4 separate regions of the Mus musculus genome follow, and all the other regions are linked to region 3. The links are chromatin contacts, called in public HiChIP or PLAC-seq and promoter capture Hi-C maps. All regions are on one chromosome and are shown on one strand. Each heading gives the region's core, a stretch centred on a gene start, on an enhancer-like site or on the middle of the called end of the contact. The rest is flanking DNA. Distances are from core to core; before and after follow the strand shown.

Region 1 (3,541 bases), core at 605-3,104, 250 kb after region 3:
AGCACACAGCTTTTAGCTCTCGAGCCTGAACTGTTGCTCTGGTCAATCAGCCTTTACATGGGTGTTCAATAAACCATCCCTGTCTGACTGAGATCAGTGTTCGTGTGGCTTGTGGGGCCACTTCCTGGTAGCCCAGTAGTTTCCACAAGTCACACTGAGTCAGAAGTTTCTATTTGCCTCACTTCTGTCTTTCCCGCTTGAAGACAGGGATCAATAGAACAAACAGACCAGTGTAAACCTGTGACCTGGAGGTTTGGCAATAACATTCCCTAGTGACAGTCATGTTCCTCCTGGGAGCCCTGGGGTGACAAATGGTATTGTAGCAGATGCATACGTGCCTGGAGAATAAATCCTCCCTCACCAAGACGGGCAGCTGACGTGGACTGTCAGCTCAGTGTCCACAGTGAGCTCTGCAAACTTCCTGCCTTCATTAAACTATTAGAAAAGTGTAGGTTCATTTACTGTGACGATCTTATCTATCTTCAAAGAAATTGAATCTTAATGGGATAACAGATGATTCCTCCCACACACACACACACACACACACATTTTCCACTGAAAGTTACAACATAAATCCATTCGGCCTCATTCTAAGAGCCGACATGAAGCTGTGCCTATCCAGCTGACCCTCCAAACACCATCTGCCTGCAGTCTTCCCTTTTTAGGGGCCTGGAGTTTTCTGGCTCAAGGACAAGACACGTTTATTTCCAATGGATCAACACTGTCACCCAGTGGACAGAGAGACAGTTCAGCAGGCTGAAGTGTAAACCTTCTCTCGGCTTGACAGCCAGGGTTTAAATAGGAACCTGGTTGTTTCAGAGGGTCAGGAGTGGGTGAGTTGTCCACTTTCCCCCTGTCAGGAACTAAACTAACTTCATTCAGCTGAGAAGCCTTGGATCTAGATGTCAGGTGAGTACAACTTAACCAGGATGTGTGTTTCCTCTCAACCATCTCCTCTGCCAAGATTCCCAGGGTCTAATAGGCTGACAGGAGCTGGGTGATCATTAGTGAATCACTCCTCAAGTAAAATAGCCTAGTGAAGTAAACTGTGAACTTTGAAAGCAGCCGGAGTTCAAACCTGGGTTCCACTACTTGCCTGTGTGGCCTCAGGCAAATTACTCTGCTTCTCTTACTTACAAAAAGGGGATTGACTGATTAATACACATTTTCATAGTTTTACCTAAGGGAATACTATATATTACTTTACTTGTGTAATGTAAGAAATGAAACAAATATCCTATTTTGTTTGTTTGTTTCTTTTAAGGGATACGGAACTCATAAAATGACTAGAAATGTCCAGCAAGGAAACCGCGCTTGCTTCAGCTCCTGACCCATCGTGGGCATCTATTAGTCCCACAGTTTGGCCTATCTGTCACTGTATGTTAGCTTTGCCCTCTCTAGAAACTTGGATGAGGCTATTTTACTTACGGAGTGGTTCTACTTGGTTGGAAATGGCTATTTCCTCGCTAGCTTATGTGCATGCACTTCTTAAAAGTGAGACCTGACCTGCGTCACTCCAGTAATGTCCGTGCCGACTCCTAAGGTGGGCTGTGCAGTCTTGAGTTTTGCTCTGTATGAGTAGGCAAAGGGAAGGAGAAGCCCAGGCAGATGCAAATCGTTCTGGTGTGTGAAGGGGGGGGGGGGGGAGCGACCAGGAAATCCTTGTGGGAAGTCAAGCTTTCTAGCTTCTCATTCATTCAAAGACATGGTATTTTTCCCTACTAGGTTTCAGACAGGGCCACCAGACCCATAAACAAACGATGACACACTCCCAGGAAGCTATTTAGGGCTCCCCGAGGGCAGCGCCCTAAAGACAACTCACCAGGAGCAGCTGGTGCTTTGCCAGACTCCAGGCCTTTGGCGTTTGCAGGCTTAGTCTGATGAAGGGCAAGCCTTTCAAGCTCTGATTCACCCCTCAGCATAGTTCTGGGGTTAGCGTGGGAGCCAAGCAGTGGGAACTTCCACTGGATCCAAAGGGAAGGTCTTAGAGCAGCAGTTCTCAGTCTGTGTGTCACAACCCCTTCAGGAACTGCATATGAGATACTAACATTACAATTCATAACAGTAAGACAATTACAGTTATGAAGTAGTAATGAAATGATTCTTATGGGGGGTGGAGCACCACACCATGAGGAACTGTATTAAAGGGTTGCAGCATTAAAAGGGTTAAGAACCACTGCTGTAGAGGCTAAGTAGGAGAACGGCACGGTCATGTCCGTGTGTTTAAAGAACACGTAACTGTGGTCTTTTCCACCCATGTCCCAGTTCCTGAATAAGAACTTGCAGGCTTACCCTATGGGTGGAGCAACATTATGAACTAGCCAGTGCCCCGGAGCTCTTGACTCTGGCTGCATATATATCAAAGGATGGCCTGGTCGGCCATCACTGGAAGGGGAGGCCCATTGGACTTGCGGGCTTTGTGTGCCCCAGTGCAGGGGAACACCAGGGCCAAGGGGGGGGGAGTGGGTGGGCAGGGGAGTGGGGGTGGGTGGATATGGGGGACTTTTGGTATAGCATTGGAAGTGTAAATGAGCTAAATACCTGATAAAAAATGGGAAAAAAAAAGAACTTGCAGGCTTATTATTTATTAATAAAGACCTAGGCCTTAAGCTAGGCTTGTTCCCCGACTAGCTCGCAACTCAATCATCCTATTATTCTATGTCTGCCAAATGGCTGGTTACCTCTCCTCAGTTCATAAGACCGACTTCCTCCGAGCCCGAGTGGCAAATCCTCCCACATGACTATTTCCCAGAATTAGTCTCTCCCCCCCCCGCCCCCGCCAGATGTCCCACGTTCTAATCCTGCCTCAAAACTAATTGGCTAGCAATTTTTTTATTGACAAATGGTGTTTTTACAAATGCATAAGAGATTATCCCTACAAGAACACCCTGTAATGGGAACAAAACACCCATGGAAGGAGTTACAGAGACAAAATTTGAAGCTGTGACGAAAGGATGGACCATCTAGTGATTGCCATATCCAGGGATCCATCCCATAATCAACTTCCAAATGCTAACACCATTGCATACACTAGCAAGATTTTGCTGAAAGGACCCAGATATAGCTCTCTCTTGTGAGACTATGCCGGGGCCTAGCAAACACAGAAGTGGATGATCACAGTCAGCTATTGGATGGGTCACACGGCCCCCAATGGAGGAGCTAGAGAAATTACCCAAGGAGCTAAAGGGAACTGCAACCCTATAGGTGGAACAACAATATGAACTAACCAGTACCCCGGAGCTCTTGTCTCTAGCTGCATATGTATCAAAAGATGGCCTAGTCGGCCATCACTGCAAAGAGAGGCCCATTGGACTTGCAAACTTTATATGCCCCAGTACAGGGGAACGCCAGGGCCAAAAAGGGGGAGTGGGTGGGTAGGGGATTGGGGGGGTGGGTATGGGGGACCTTTGGGATAGCATTGAAAATGTAAACGAGGAAAATACCTAATTAAAAAAAAAGAAAGATATAAAAAAAATAAATAAGTAGGAAATATTGGAGGGACCAAGACCAGAAGCAATAAAACCAGATAGAGATGACGTGG
Region 2 (3,206 bases), core at 535-3,034, 230 kb before region 3:
CGGAGAAGAGACAACAGAACATAAAACCGGTTACTGACTAAGTGAAATGTAAACATACACGGGCTACACAGAGCCGGGAGGGTGGATACAGCTGGACACACATCTGCTAAGGTGGCCCGGGCACTTCCTCTAGACCTGCCTGTCTCTGTGGTCCTTTCCAGCATTGCTTCTGCACAGCCTCAGAGTTTGCAGATAGAACACTAAGGTGTAGACTCCTTCCCAGGGACCCAGAGGCAGGAGAGGGACAGGTTCAGACCAAAATCATGGCTACAACAATCCCCTGGGGAGTTGGGACCAGGAACTGCAACCACTCTCTTTCAAGGTCCCTCCTTGGTCTGTAAAATGTGAATGTGGTCCGGGTGGGATTACAGAATAGCCACACAGAGCCTACATGTTTAAACACACCAGGAGGCCTAATTTGTAGGAGTTTTCTCTTTACATAAAACATGCTATACATGCGGACAGTGGTCTGCTGAGACACTCTGCAGCTGACATACAATGGAGTGTGACAAGAGTCATTTGGATACATGTATGTAATATATGTTTTTTCTCTTCTATAGTAAGGACCCAGATTTCTATTTGATAACTGGTATTCCTGTTAGCTGCTGTAGCTCTGCAGTATACACACATGAGCTTGCTCAGTGGGCGTGCATGCACACACACACACACACCCGTATGTATACACTCACATACATCCATACACACACATTAATCTCATTTATTTTTACATTACTTATTGGTTACCATTTGGATTATTAATACAAGCTGATGTGGCAAATAAAAAAATTAACTGGTGCTTACTTGGGCCAGGCCCTTAGTAAACAGATAGTAGTCAAGGCAGACACGATTCACATCCTTCGAGCACACACAGTTGCAGTAGAGAGCAAAATCAAAACAGCAAGTGTTACTAACCAAGGACCAGGAGGGTAGCAGAGAGAGAACTGTGCACTGGGCTTCAACCAATTAGTGATCGGAACCGAAGTGGAACGAAAATTAATTTTACATGAGCTGCTTGAGTTTAATCCCAGTAAATTTGTATCATAAAACTGAACTATCGAGAAGGATTGCCAATATAACCATTAAAGAGAGGAACAGGGTCTCCATGTACATAGCCAGTCACTGACACATTGAACACGCCCACCCAGGCTCACGATTGTGATTAGCAGAAGATTAGCCCAATCTGCATACACATTATAAGTGTCTGATTAAATTGCTCAAGAGTGGAAAAACTAATAGGAGAGACTGTTTTATGTTTTTTTTTTTTTGCGTTTTTTTTTTTTCAGAATACAATCCCACCAATCCCTTGCCCCCGCTGCTCAGAGTCAAGGTTATCCAGTGAGAGCTGCACTTAGCTGAAAGTGGTTTGTAGAAGAGTGGTGGAGTGCATTTGAATGTCAAGAGCGGAAAGAGGAAAGAGCAGTGCTAAGGGGATTTTCGCAGCAGTAAACAGGGCAAGTACTCAGCCGGCTGGTGGGAATATGGAGGACCCCTGAGGGTGGGGTTCACTAACCTTCATTCCTTCTTTTCTCATTAACATCATCCCGATTTTATTCAGGATGCTAATATGCCTTGTTCAATATACTCTTCTCGGCCCCCTTGAAGTTGCCGATGGCCATGTACGATGGTTCTGGTGAAGGAAAAAAATAAACCCGAGTAAACATCTGTTTTGTTATTTCCTAATAAAAGAAGATACAGTTGATGAGGAAAGCTCTTCCCACCCCTTTCAACATAGACCCAATGGCTGGGACTTAAGCCACCTGGTATTACCATGACAACGGAAACCAGAGTGTTGAGTGGCTCTGATGAGGATCTGAACTAGCCTATCTCCAGATCTGCCATCACGTTAGAGAAATACACCCCTGCTTGTTTCAGTCACTGTTCTTGGACTTTTCTGTGGTTTGCAACCAAACGTTCCCAACAGAGCATCCAGGACAGAAGGTTATACTTGAGAGTCTGAACCTTAGGCAACGTCACCATAGAGACTGAGCATCCTCCACAATTAGCAATGTGTGTGGGTACCAGGAAGCAACCAGTCTGTTGCACCATGAAATGTGGACCAGCATGGGATGCCAAAGCAGGATGGCCGCCGAGGCTGCCGGTTGTTCTGGGGCACACACACTCCACCTTCTCTTCCACCAGCTGAATCCTGAGTTTGTTCCCACACGGCACACACGTGTCCTTCTCCAGCCTTACATACAAGAACTCCCCATTTCAGACACCTTGGCAAAGACCAGTGAAAGATGGGTAAGTTGATCTAGAACCTGCCCACTGTGGAGACAGCTCAGCTGTTTCTAGCTCCACCCAAGAGGCAGGAGATTGCCGTATGGAACACAGACAGGCATGTGATCGGCTGCCTTTAGATCATGTTCAATTATGTTATCAGCACCTTCTGGCTCTTTGGTCCCCAGTTAAGCCTTCCCTTGGAGATATATATATATATATATATATATATATATATATATATATATATCCACACACATACATGTATGTGTATATACATACATACATATATATATGTATATACATACATTTGTGTATACATACACACACTTGTTGTGTATTGTTATAAGGTGGATATACATGTTCATGTGAGTTGTCCCAGTTATGGTTACTATTGCTACGTTGAGATACCATGACATAGCATATATTGCTATGTATACTATGTATGATCAAAAGCAACTTGGGGATTTATTTTGCTTACATGCCATAGTCCATTGAGGGAAGTCACAGCAGGAACTCAAACTAGGCAGGAACCTGGAGGCAGAACCTGGCAGAGGCCATGGAGGAGTAGTGGTTACTAGCTTGCTCTTCATGGCTTGCTCAGCCTGCTTTCTTATGGAACCCAGGACCACTAGCCCAAGGGTGGCCCAAACCATCCTACAGCCCAATCTTATAAAGGCAGTGTTTTGTTTTGTTTTGTTTTGTTTTGTTTTGTTTTGTTTTATTAAGGTTCCCTCCTCTCAGATGACTATAGCTTCTGCTAAGTTGACATAAAATTAACCAGTGCATAGGTATATAAGTGTATGTGTGACTGTATGTGCACATGTGTATTGTGCATGTGTGTAGAGGTCAATGTCATATAATTTCTTCAATTACTCTCCGTGTTTGCCTATTTCTTTTAAAAGACTGTGTGCGTGTGTACACATATGTGCATCTGTGCCTGTGTGTGTGTGTGTGTGTGTGTGTGTGTGTGTGTGTGTGTGTGT
Region 3 (3,169 bases), core at 582-3,081:
CCAGCTCAGATTACTTAAAATCTGACCAAAGCTTAAAGTTCTGTGGTTTGTGTTTAAAATGTTATGGTTGGCCGGGCGGTGGTGGTGCACGCCTTTAGTCCCAGCACTTGGGAGGCAGAGGCAGGCGGATTTCTGAGTTCGAGGCCAGCCTGGTCTACAGAGTGAGTTCCAGGACAGCCAGGGCTACACAGAGAAACCCTGTCTCAAAAAAAAAAAAAAAAAAAAAAAAAAAAAAAAAAAAAAAAAGAAAATGTTACAGAATAAGATGCAAACGTCTGGGGCACCAACTTGCAGCCACATAAGTCTGGCTTACACACCTCTACAGAATAGTATGAGGTGATAGATGGCTTGGCTTCTTCACCTGAAAGATGAGGTCTGGGGTCGTTGAAGGGTGTACTTCAGGTCACTATGTATGGTGGCAGGTGCCCAAACTGGCTGAGCCATCCCCTCTGCCCACGTTTTAAATTTCCTATTGAGTTTTCCGTTCCAAGTCACTTAGTATCTGTTCATGCATGATGTCAAAACTAGACTCTGAATCCTAACCCCATCCATTTATACACACACACACACACACACACACACACACACACACACACACACACACACAAAATCTATAAATACTGGGCTGGAGAGATGGCTCAGCGGTTAAGAGCACCGACTGCTCTTCCAGAGGTCCTGAGTTCAAACCCCAGCAACCACATGGTGGCTCACAACCATTTGTAACAAGATCTGACACCCTCTTCAGGGGTGTCTGAAGACAGCTACAGTGTACTTACATATAATAATAAAATAAATCTTAAAAAAATAAAAGAAAAAGAAAATACTGCACTCACCAAAAAATTGCTTGTTGTCTTCGTAGTATTTATTTCCATATTTGTCTTCTCCCACCAGTGTACCAATCCTTATATCATTTGCCCTTTAAGAAGTACACAGAGGAAAAAAAAGGCATCTCAGAATGATTCACACTGTTCAAGACAAACCCAGAAACAGACCGTACCACCGACTGTTTCTGCATCGACACAAGAACGAGATGCTACGGGGGATGCTCGCTGCTTGTACACCTCTAGCCTTCAGCCGAAGGCTCTTGCCACTCAACGCTCACGAATTAACTTTCTGGCAAAGAGCTCTGGAGTCTCCTGTGTTGTCCCAGCAGCATGCAGACAGGTGTGTGTGTGTGGGGGGGGTAATCAACCAAACAACTGATGTGCTTAGATTGCATATAAAACACTACTTTCCAGCTACGGTCCACGTATGTAGATACGTGCACCCTGAGACACTAAGTTAGCAAAACCTTCAGGCAGTCAAAGTACTTCATCATCTTCGTATTACGAGTGTCCCCTGGATTATTCACTGGTCCTCCGGATTTGCTGCGATTTATGGGGCTAATCGGGACTAGCATGATCGCCACCTTCAACTTCTTACTGTACACAGTGCAGAGGAAAACTTGCCCAAGGTCACCGTGAGGGGTAGAGGGGTTGCTATGCTAAGCCTCATTACACCCCAGGACTCGAGCCCGGAGCATCCCGGCTACCCTAGCACCTGCGTCACAGCTCCGCCACTAGGGGCTGAGTAGGGCCCAGAGACGTCTCAGTCCAAGGAACTCAACTCTTGGGACTGAACTTGTCCTTGACCGGATCCCTGGACCTCCAAAGTGATCTAATCTGAGCTCCTTTCCAGGAAAGCAGCCAGCGGAGGTGCGTCCCCAGAGACCCAGGGTCTAGCCCTGGCCTCCTACCTGAAGAAAACCCGTAGGAGGCCCCGCAGGCCGCCGTGGCCGGTGACCTGCTGCACGCCGCGCTTCAGGACCTCCACCAGCTCCATTCTCATCTGCATGGTCCGCCCCTTCCGTGTTCGGGTAAAACCCGCCGGGCGGAAGACGAGATACTCAAGGCGCCACCGTTTGGAGGTTCCTGCTCGTCAACCGGCCGCGGAGGTCGTTCTACGCAGGCGCAGAGCTGGAGGTCGCGCAGGGAGGATTATCTGGGGTTTTACAGTACAGGTTGGTGTCTTCCTAAAGGTGAAATTAATGTTTTCGGAGGCTGTACCCAGAAAGCGACCCTGCGGGGAGAAGTACGCCAAGCAAAGCTTTCCCAGATGGGAGTTTCTCCTGTCGAAATAAGTTTCTTCCTCCAGACAACGATGACGCACATTCCAAAAATTCCTTATAGCACTAGAAGCTAAGAAATGCATTACTGACCCCACAGCGGTATTGTACATTTAATACAGAGTGCGTATGATTTTGAATTCATTAAGCGTCGGTATGCTGGTAGATGAGTGATGAAGAATTGCAAAGAATAAGATTAAGTAAAATACCTGAAGGATTTGTTATTTTATTGTTGCAAGGTGTAAGCACAGACACTAGGTAGACTTCATCACAGAGTTAGTGCTTTACAAAATAATAAAATAAATAAACAATACTGGCAAACCCCTAGCCATAAAAAAGAAAAAGAAAAGAAAAGAAAGAAGAAACTAGGATTAATAAAATTAAAGATTAAAAATAGTTAAGTGTCAAGTCGACAAGGCTGGCCAGATTGCGAACCTCGGGAATACACCTGCCTCCACATCCCTGGAACTGAGTCTACAAAGGTGCCACCATACCCGAATTTTCTACATGGGCTCTGAGCTGTAACTTCTTTTCTCACGCTTGCAAGGTAGGCTAAGATCAAACCCAGGTCCTTGGCAAGAGCAGCTAATATTCTTAATTTCATTTTAAAAATATTTTGCGTTATTTGCATATTGTTTCCAAGCCCTGTGTGTCTTTACATATTCCTCACAATATGTATGTTTTTTGATGACTAGAATGCAGGGGAGTCACAGGAGACTTCTGATAGCAGGATAGAAGGCAAATTGGCCTCCAGCTCTTTCCCTTAGAACACAGCCAGTAGGCAGTAAGGAGCAGAACAGAGAGACTCTGGCCATGCCCAGATTCTGTCCCACTGCAAGTCCCAGCTAACAGCCACTAATACTCAGTGACTACAGAGATTTAAACCCATGATTTCTGCCAGACCCCTGTTCTGACTGAATGGAGATAGGTTGTCCCTGACCACCTCTGTCTGTATTATACATTCATGTGAAAATGCACACTTCTAACTGGTAGGTTTGGGGTGGCTAACCGCAAAACCTTGATGCTTGACATACTGCCAATAGTTTTGAAGCCCCTTCTATATCC
Region 4 (3,298 bases), core at 604-3,103, 190 kb after region 3:
GGTAACTGCAGCTGCGGTGAGTTCGTGGGTACAGTGCTTGTGTTGTGGGGATCTTGATTTTGAGAGCCACTCATGAGAATGTGCTTTCTTGAGAGCTATCAACTAATATCTAGATTATTTAGCAGTTTAAAAGAAACAGAAAGAGCATGTTAGCCCCAAACATTTTTGAAGAATTAATGTAGGACTGGAAAGAGGGCTCAGTGGTGAAAGTACTTATTTCTCTTGCAGAGGACCTGGGTTAGGTTCCTAGCACCCAAGGGCACCTCCTAGTCATCTGCAGCTTCACTTCGCAGACATCCAGGTCCCTTTCTGGTGTCTGAGGGTTTCTGCACTTACATAGTACATATGAACTCAAGCAAGCACACACACACACACATACACATAAATTTAAAAATACATCTTTTTTTAAAAAATTAATGTAAAATAATAATTTCACTAAAAAATGTTTTCTGTGTTTTCAAACCATGCTACAAGGTCTATCTGGGCCAGTTCATCTTGGCTAACATTCAGTTACACCAAAAACGGTGTCTTTTCAATTGTATGTTATTATTTGAATTTTATATTTTCTTTTGGCTCAGAAGTTACTGAAGCATAAAAGTAAAAATAAAGCTGCAATCTAGAATGCTGTGATAAATATAAAGAGTAGAGCCTTGGTGTTCGTGCAGGATCTGGGTTCATATGTGAGCAGAAGTGGTATGATTTGCACTGCCAATCACAAGTAGAAAACCACAAAAATGAAGTATATAATAGGAAACTCTAGGAATTTCATCTATAGATGTGTCCTCTCTCCCACCCGCTAAGCTTCTTCTCAGAAGAAAAGCTGGTCTCAGCAGAGACTATAACTGGCAGAGGAGGCAGTAAGTTAGGGCCATTGGGCCAGATTCTCTCCATCTTGTTTTTTGTAAGGACTGCTGTACAAAGAATGGTTTTCCTTTTTTAAATTATCAGAGAAAGTATCAAAATGATTCTATTCTGTAACATGAAAGTGGCAGGAATTCCTGATTTCCCTGTGGATAAAGTTCTGTTGGGTCATAACCACACTCCTGGGTTTGTGTCCATTGTTTCTGATTGCTTTCACTCTGAAGCATTGGGCTTGACTCTTCTACCAGAGACCATATGGCCTGCAACTCTAGAGTAACTGCACTTTGATCCATCTTATTTATTATTCTTGCCCCTGGGAGTTCTTGTGAAGAAAAGGTTCTAAAAACAAGTTAGGGGTTTTGTTTTTTTAATATATAAACTTTTCAAAAGATGAAGCCAAACAATATGCTAGTGTTCTTTTGGCACCCTGAAGTCAAAGCAGAGTAGGGCTCATAGCTCAACTTGAAAAGCACTCTTTCAATAAACAGTATAGGCGATTTTAAAAGGAACCATTTGGAAGTTGGAGTTATAGCTTAGTTGATAAAGTGCTTGCCTGTCACTGGGTTCTGTTCCCAACACACAAACTACCGGAAACAGCAGGAGGGTCAAGGTCATTCTTTTCTCTATAGCAAGTTCAGGCCAGTCTGTGCTACAGGAGACCCTGTCTTCATAAAAAAGCACACACTACAAAGCCAGTGACAGCTGAAGGTGAGTGTGATGGTGCATGCTCATATTCTAGCACTAGGGAGTTCTAGGCCCACCAGCTAGTGCTGTATTAGAAAGCCCTTGCATCAAAGAAAATTAACCATATGTACTGTTGGAAATTTAACAGTTGAATAAGGAAATAAGAAACCCTTTTCTTTATACTGTTTAAGATATTTTTCTTAAAAGTGAAATGAAAAAGCCTTTGTCTCATGTTCCCAGTCTTGCACACTGGGTTCCATCACATTCAGAACTCAAGAATAGAATCCAAAGGAAACTGACGCTAAGTTAGGCATCTCTCCTGTTTGCATAACATCTCACACAGTTCTGTAATTGTCTGTTTTCTCTGGATAAAGCTTCTTTAGTGTCGTCTTCATTTAGACCAGTGGTTCCCAACCTTTCTAATGTTGCAACCCTTTAATACAGTTCCTCATGTTGTGGTGACTCCCAACATAAAATTATTTTCATTGCTACTTCATAATTGTAATTTTGCTTCTGTTTTGAATTGTAGTGTAAATATTTGCATCTCCCTAAGGTCTTGGGTAACCCCTGTAGAAGGGTCATTCAACCCCCAAAGGGGTCACGGTCTAAAGGTTGAGACTGACTGATTTAGAGAGCTAATAAAATGTTTCTCAGTGCTCATTTACTGTAATATTTCAGAGTGTTGGCTTTGTGGTCAAATTCTTTATTCAGTCCCATCCTTCTGGCTGAGTAGATATGTTGTATCATCTAGATAAGGGAATAACATTAATAATGATACATTGAGAATGCCCCATAGAGCAGTCAGTGAGATAGGACAAGTCAGATACTTAAGGTTTTGTCACAAAGTTTGTTGTGTCAAAGTTGTCTGTAGCAAATGAGTGACTCATGCAAACCCAAGTCAAACCTTTCCTGGAGCTCCTTTGTCTGCCAGGCGCATGCCTGACAGTAACAGTTACTGCCAAAGAGGGCTATGCCCTAAAAGGACGTTTTCTGGCTCTGTCAGTTCTATACAGACCCTCCAGTAGCAACAGCCAGAGCTCCAATGAAAAAAATTAGCTCCTTCCACCTGCCCCTGAGCCAGTGGTTCATTTGGCCCTTAAAAACATTTCCTTGAGCTGGAGGGATGGCTCAGCAGTTAAGAGCAATGACTGCTCTTCCGGAGGTCCTGAGTTCAATTCCCAGCAACCACATGGTGGCTCACAACCATCTGTGATGGGATCTGATGCCCTCTTCTGGTGTGTCTGAAGAGAGCAGTGGTGTACTCATATACATAAAATAAATAAATAAATCTTTAAAAAAACAAAAACAAAAAGCTCTTTCCTTGCCCTGACCCTCTGAGAATGTCCACCATGGCACATGAGCACCCAAGATTTCCATCCTTTGCTGTTGCTGAGTAAACTAGAGTGCATTTGGAGAGTTTGTGTCTCTCTTCCCTACTTTAGCTGGCAGCTCTGTTGCTGGTTTTGGAGCTGTGTCTCTAACACTGATTGACAGGTTTTTTTTTGTTGTTGTTTTTGTTTTTTTTTTTTCCAGACAGGGTTTCTCTGTGTAGCTCTGGCTGTCCTGGAACTCACTCTGTAGACCAGGCTGGCCTCAATCTCAGAAATCCACCTGCCTCTGCCTCCCAAGTGCTAGGATTAAAGGCATGCGCCTTTTTAAGATGGGTATCTCAGCTGGGCAGTGGTGGCCCACGCCTTTAATCCCAGCACTTGGGAGGCAGAGGCAGGTGGATTTCTGAGTTCGAAGCCAGCCT

The links. Promoter capture Hi-C pulls out the DNA fragments that hold promoters and counts their contacts. HiChIP or PLAC-seq counts read pairs in DNA pulled down with a chosen protein or histone mark.
Region 1: a contact with region 3 is called in an H3K4me3 HiChIP or PLAC-seq map of bone marrow-derived macrophages, with 4 times the contacts expected there. The contact joins the enhancer-like site here to the promoter of Ndufa12 in region 3. A contact is called at or near these places in 7 of 39 promoter capture datasets (the 3T3-L1 cell line, cranial neural crest, embryonic stem cells and 2 more), 2 of 484 Hi-C or Micro-C datasets (the N1E-115 cell line and nephron progenitors), 2 of 115 datasets of contacts at active chromatin or transcription factors (both in bone marrow-derived macrophages) and 1 of 9 other capture datasets (liver).
Region 2: a promoter capture Hi-C map of hippocampal neurons shows a contact between it and region 3, with 2.5 times the contacts expected there. The contact joins the enhancer-like site here to the promoter of Ndufa12 in region 3. A contact is called at or near these places in 2 of 39 promoter capture datasets (hippocampal neurons and pre-B cells), 4 of 115 datasets of contacts at active chromatin or transcription factors (bone marrow-derived macrophages, large pre-B cells, microglia and 1 more) and 1 of 9 other capture datasets (pancreatic islet).
Region 4: a promoter capture Hi-C map of liver shows a contact between it and region 3. The contact joins the enhancer-like site here to the promoter of Ndufa12 in region 3. A contact is called at or near these places in 8 of 39 promoter capture datasets (the 3T3-L1 cell line, embryonic stem cells, frontonasal cranial neural crest and 4 more), 4 of 484 Hi-C or Micro-C datasets (Sertoli cells, bone marrow-derived macrophages, embryonic stem cells and 1 more), 2 of 115 datasets of contacts at active chromatin or transcription factors (astrocytes and bone marrow-derived macrophages) and 3 of 9 other capture datasets (adipose tissue, liver and macrophages).

Annotation. Positions count from the first base shown.
Region 1 is chr10:93,942,749-93,946,289 of GRCm38.p6, reverse strand. No RefSeq gene overlaps it. Among named protein-coding and RNA genes, the nearest start is that of Mir331, 19 kb to the left of the region's middle. Within about 2 kb of position 1,854, at least 79 of the 459 cell types and tissues checked have an H3K27ac peak or open chromatin away from gene starts, as enhancers often do. A contact at or near this core is called in bone marrow-derived macrophages and liver, where this site is marked.
Region 2 is chr10:94,428,944-94,432,149 of GRCm38.p6, reverse strand. It overlaps a transcript of Tmcc3 not described here. Among named protein-coding and RNA genes, the nearest start is that of Gm32827, 4.1 kb to the right of the region's middle. Within about 2 kb of position 1,784, at least 2 of the 459 cell types and tissues checked have an H3K27ac peak or open chromatin away from gene starts, as enhancers often do. A contact at or near this core is called in hippocampal neurons, where this site is marked.
Region 3 is chr10:94,197,697-94,200,865 of GRCm38.p6, reverse strand. Ndufa12 (NADH:ubiquinone oxidoreductase subunit A12) reads right to left here and starts at 1,831. Exons shown (of 4, transcript NM_025551.4): 1 at 1,736-1,831; 2 at 834-916. The coding sequence starts at 1,821.
Region 4 is chr10:94,009,321-94,012,618 of GRCm38.p6, reverse strand. All of the region lies in intron 1 of Vezt (vezatin, adherens junctions transmembrane protein), which reads left to right. Among named protein-coding and RNA genes, the nearest start is that of Vezt, 25 kb to the left of the region's middle. Within about 2 kb of position 1,853, at least 7 of the 459 cell types and tissues checked have an H3K27ac peak or open chromatin away from gene starts, as enhancers often do. A contact at or near this core is called in astrocytes and liver, where this site is marked.